Linked DNA regions of Zea mays: region 1 is linked to region 2. The links are chromatin contacts, called in public Hi-C maps. All regions are on one chromosome and are shown on one strand. Each heading gives the region's core, a stretch centred on a gene start, on an enhancer-like site or on the middle of the called end of the contact. The rest is flanking DNA. Distances are from core to core; before and after follow the strand shown.

Region 1 (2,706 bases), core at 149-2,648, 240 kb after region 2:
CGGTGCACAAGCACAAGTGTTGGAGCGAAGGCCGGTCGCCCCCTCGGTCAGACTATTTTAACATTAATCAAACATGTCTTGTAGCAGGTATAGGAAGCGAAGGATACTCCGACCGGTACCGGTATAGAGGTCTTCGACCGGAGCTGTTGGAGGTGTCGGAGCGAAGGGCCGCACTGTTTAAGAGGGGGCTCGTTGCAGCCTCGCCAATGCGCCCCCATCTGCTCAGACAGTTTCGCATGATGAGACAGTCCCGACAAGGTCAAAGGCTCGGCTTCGCAGAGTGAAGGGCGCCACGCACGTGCGAAGGCTACGCCGCTCTACGAATGGGCCCAGGCTGCGCTCCAACGCCATATGAGCCCATTTGTAAGACCCTCCTTGGGGTAGGTTCCATAATATGTCTATCCCGACTGTACCTCACATCACTGTAATGACCCATTAGGAGAAATATTCTGGGGATGTAGCAGGTTACCACGGGTATAACAGTACTTAGAGGACCCACCTACCATCCGGTTACTTATAAATACCCCCGCTATGTACATAGACAGAACATTCATAACAAAACGATACAGTTCTCTACCTACTGTTTTGTTGTGCACCTGAGCTTCCCCACCCCCGAGTTATTGGGCCCACATGACCACGTGTCAGTCGATCCCAACTACGACTGGGCAAAAAACCTGTAACCCGAAACCCAAACCCGGAATACCCGAACTCGAACCCGAAATACCCGAAACCCGAATTTTGTTCAGGAATTTCGGGTAGCAACTTGCAAAACCCGAAATTATTTCGGGTAATTCGGGTATCACAATCGGGTACCCGAAATACCCGAATTACCCGAACTTTCATGTATCATGTACTCATGTCATGCTTAATTATTAATTTGTACATCTATAATTATGTGTAAGTGTGCATAACTCGTGATTGTAGATTGCTTGTGTTTTATATGTCCATGTATATCATTATTCAAACTATATTTTTATACTAATTTAATAGGGTGTATGTGTTTTTATGAAGCCGACACAATAGTTCGGGTAGTTCGGGAATACCCGAACCCGAACCCGAAATTCTGGGTACCCGAATTTTCGGGTATTGCAAAACCCGTTGTAATTTCGGGTATCGATTCTCAAAACCCGAATTACTCGACCCGAAATTTTCGGGTAACCCGAACGCCCACCCCTAGTCCCAACAACAAGTGTCCATACATTGCTACGGTTTTTATTTATATTTATATTTATAAATATAGAGTATAAAACATGAAGACATGCATAAAAATAAAAATGTAGCAATGTATGGACACTTTGCTAGTTAGAGTAAATGGAGCTGTAGAATGACCCAATGGTCCATCACCTGGACCAACCTCCCCTGCGCAGCTCCCTGGCGTGCCACGTGTGGCTCGTTCTCCTACACGACTCCCTTGTGCCACCCATCAGCTCCTTCTCCGTGAGCGGCTCCCTTCGCGCGCACGCGTCCTCTCCACGGTCAGCCCGTTTGTTAAGTAATTTTCCATTCTGATTCAGGCATCCGGCGTCCATACAACATTAAGACATTCTTATTTTCAGTCATTCTTCATGTTTTCTTAGGCAATCTTTCATTCTTGGTTCAGTCATTCCATTCAATATTAAGTCATTCTAGCGTCCAGACAACAATAAGTTATTCCAAAGTTCAGGTAAAGTCATTCAAGGAGTCAAGCAACATTAAGTCATTCCAGTAAACATTAAGTCATTTCAATAAACATTAAGTTATTCTTGTTTCCAGTTATTCTTCATGTTTTTTTCTCAGACATTTCTTGTTTTGGTTTAGTCATTTCAGGAAACATTAAGGCATTTTTTGATTTTAGACTTTTTTTATGTTTCGTTCTAGGCAACATTAAGCCACTCAAGCGTTCAGGTAACATTAAATCATTCGCTAAATCATTTTGAGTCCACTAAATTATTAGTGCCCATTAAGGCATTCGAGCGTGTTAACTGTTAAGTCATTTATAATTGTTAGGTCATTTATTTAGTCATTTAAACTGGGTAAGTGATTCTATTATGGCTCGGCTCAGTTTTTTTTCCTCGACTCGTGTGGGGGCAGGCATGGCAGAGCAGACAGATGTGGGCCATGCGGCTCAACTCGCAGGAGGAGCAGCTCGGCTCGCGAGAAGCGCGCACGCGAGGGGATGCTCACTTGGCCGGGTCAAGGCACGCAGGGACGGCTCGCTCGGGTCAGCTAATGAACTAATTTTGTTAACGATGAGTTAGCTAACAATTAGTTAGGAACATTTGGAACCTTTACAACTAACTAATTATTAGCTCTAGAGGTTATAAGTAGTATCTTAATACTGCAAATAAATCACAGTGCATGCACCTTGACTTTAATTAATTAGTACAATATTTTATTGCTAACAAGTGCATGGAAAAAAATATATTTGAGTGTTTGATCGTGTCATAGATTCTCTGTCACTCATGTTTTGTAAACTTCATTGGATGTTGTAGAAATAAAGATTAAGGGAATCTGCTAGCCGCCAGGCGCCCGCCAGTCTTCGTTTATGCTAATCATAGCAATTATTGTTGCTGTATTTGGTTTTATGGACAGAATCCAGTGATATTTGGTTTTATGGACAGAATCCACTAGTAATTATACACTTTTAGAGCTAGTTTGAGAACTCCATTTTTCCAAGGGAATATTAATTTTATAAGAGAAAATAAACTAATTTCTCTTGAGAAAATA
Region 2 (2,911 bases), core at 182-2,681:
ATATGACACCGTTGACTTTTTTCAAAAACTTTGATCACTCGTCTCATTCAAAATATTTATTCAAAAATGTACCTTAAGTGATAAAACAAATCACAAAAAATAAATGGTAACTCATTTTTTTAATAAGACGAGTGGTCAAAGTTTTTTTAAAAAAGTCAATGGTGTCATATATTTATGAACGGAGGGAGTATAATATATTGCTTTCTCTTGGCATGCAGTTAGTGAAGGAGAAACGGAAAATAAGGTATGGTAGTAGTGCATAAACTCATTGTATTCCAAAAAAAGGTGAAAGCGAGAAGATAATCTAACCCAACACAACAAACATGGTTAGAGACGGCTATTAGATATCATGCTCTTTTGCAATAGTTTTAATGTAGTAAGAGGCAATATATTCTTATACCTCCGGTTGGAAATACAAGACATTTTCCAACAAGGCAAATGAACTAATTCTGACTGTCTAAAACATGTGCGAACATCATATATAAAAGTTCGGAGATAGTCGGTGGCGGAGCCAGAGCCCAGCCTGCCCGGGCTTCGCCGGTGGCAGGAGGTAGTAGCGGAGCGGAAGCGCGGTTGACTGGGTGGACTGAGGGAGGTGACACGGGAGGTTGAGACGGAGGAGTTGTGGGGAGCAGACAGCAGGAGTGCAGGACGCAGTCGCGCGGATGGCTGCGCGGTGATTTCATGTCTTATTTTTGTTTATTTCCTTCCTAATTTGGTCACTAGTTCTTCCTCAATGGTGACTGCTTTTTCTTTGTCTTTTGTCTTCTCGTGTAGAAACTAGAAAGGAGTACGAATAGCTATTCTTTTGTGATACTACTGGCGATTAGCAACTAGAAGCTATGAAATAAATGTAGTCTCTAGGGAGCAGCATCCATACGGGCCGCTGCTCTGGTTATCTTCATAGCAGCAAAAAAGCGAACCCCAGACCTAGGCGACGTACCGCCATCCTTCCCCTCTCACGCGGACGCTCTACTCAATCTACGGGCTGAGCTGTTTAATCTGGTAGCTAATGGTGCAAGTGGTATCTATACTAACTAGTATATCTTAATGTCTGAAAACTAGCCATGAATCAATACAGCAGCAAAGTTCCATTAAGCTTCTTATCTCAATGTGCAAACAGAGGAGGAACAAGGACACAGGGGATCTCACCCTCACGGAGGCTGGCGGCACGGCAGCACGGGGATACGAAGCGGAGGGTTTCCATAGGGCGCCGGCTGCCGGGGCGCAGCCGCGCAGGTCGCTGGGCCTGGGCGCATCGATGCAGCAGGGGGCAGGACGTAGGTCTGCAGGGCGCCGACAACAGGGAGCCTGGGGTCGCGGCAGATCCATCGTCGGGCGACTTGGCGAGGGAGTAAGGAGGGAGGACGCGAAGGGCGACGTACGGGCGTCGGACGAGCAGCGAGGTTGGGCACCGCCGCGCCGGGTCAAAGGACAACGGCGCTGAGGGAGGAAGCACCAAGCGAACGGCACCAGCTGGGCTGGACTGTTTCTTACGTGGTGGGCTGCTGTATGGGTAATCTATGGGCTGGTGTTTGTATGGGCCGAGATATGGCGTAGGCCATACTGGGCCCTCCGCCCCTGGCAGTTACCAATTATTGACTTTCTCGTGGATTTGATGCAATGCCGACTGGCAATATAATCCTAAAAAAAAATGGACGGCACTTCAATTACAAGAAGCATCTCCGCGAGAGGCCCTCAACAATGTTTGTATTTTGAAATATAGAACCAAGGATCATAAAGCGTCAATCTTATAAAAATTCATCTCGATCTCTAGGATACTAAATATAGTACCCCATATATTAGATCTCTATCATTGTTTCTTCTTAATCTATAGCTATTTATTTCCCAATAATATAATTTATTTCCTAAATAGTATTATTTAATACCTAATTGCTATAGTAAAAAAATTTTGAGACCCTAAAACATTTTAAATGCAGTCATGTTTCAATTTTTAGAGCTCTATTTTAAATTTTAAAGATAGTTGTTATAAGACTTACCACCAGGCCGTCGAAGCCGAGAACGTTGTGGCCGCATTGAAGGACGTTGCCATGCCCGGAGCACCGGAACGTGTTGGGGTGACGCCTGCATTCCCAACTCTAGCTAGCTAGATACAAGATGCTAACCGTATCACAATCCACTCTGTACAGGGATGCTCTAGCCTTGGTGCAGAAACTACATCGATCTGTATGCTTTTATAAGCGGCTGTAGGCTTAAGCATATTAAATTAGTACTGATGTAGCAGTTATCAGCCTGTTTGCCGTACCGGCTTCTACTGCTTATACGATGTTTTTGTTTCTATAAATTACAGCTGCAGCCAGAGACGAAGCCAGAAAAAAAATTGGAAAGTACTAAACTAAACCACTGTAGTATAGAAACCCCTTCTTACGAGAGGCTTTAGTGGAGCTCCATGGACTTGACAGCGGTAGGAGAGGCTCAAGCCCCGCCCATCCCTAGCTGCAGCAGTCAAAACGGTCGACTTTAATCCAAAACGAACAGAGTATAAACAACCAAATACAAATTATGTATGTGTCAATATCAATTTCACGTACACAATGACATTAATTTAGATAAATTTCATCATATGATACTTAAATAAATCGTATAAATAAATTATTACACACAAGAAACGAGTGAACAAAGATTAACAAATAATGTTTATAACTATAAAACCTGGAACCTCAAATTAATCTGATGGGTGGTCTCCCACTAAGTGCTAGTTTAGAAATCCATTTTTACAAGAGATTCCTATTTTTCCAAGGAAAATTAGTTCATTTTCTCAAGGAAAAATAGAAATCTCTTGAAAAAATGGGGTTCTCCATTTTACTAAGGAATTTCTATTTTCTCAAGGGAAAATGAACCAATTTCCCTTGAAAAATAAAAATACCATGAGAAAATGGAATTCCAAACT

The links. Hi-C and Micro-C count contacts between places; a contact is called where the count stands out from the background.
Region 1: a Hi-C map of tassel shows a contact between it and region 2, with 2.7 times the contacts expected there. The contact joins the enhancer-like site here to the promoter of LOC103641248 in region 2. A contact is called at or near these places in 2 of 25 Hi-C or Micro-C datasets (ear and tassel).

Annotation. Positions count from the first base shown.
Region 1 is chr10:77,194,698-77,197,403 of Zm-B73-REFERENCE-NAM-5.0, forward strand. No RefSeq gene overlaps it. Among protein-coding and RNA genes, the nearest start is that of LOC109943181, 130 kb to the right of the region's middle. Within about 2 kb of position 1,399, at least 12 of the 20 cell types and tissues checked have an H3K27ac peak or open chromatin away from gene starts, as enhancers often do. A contact at or near this core is called in ear and tassel, where this site is marked.
Region 2 is chr10:76,952,251-76,955,161 of Zm-B73-REFERENCE-NAM-5.0, forward strand. LOC103641248 (ent-copalyl diphosphate synthase) reads right to left here and starts at 1,432. Exons shown (of 11, transcript NM_001361169.1): 1 at 1,153-1,432. The coding sequence starts at 1,332.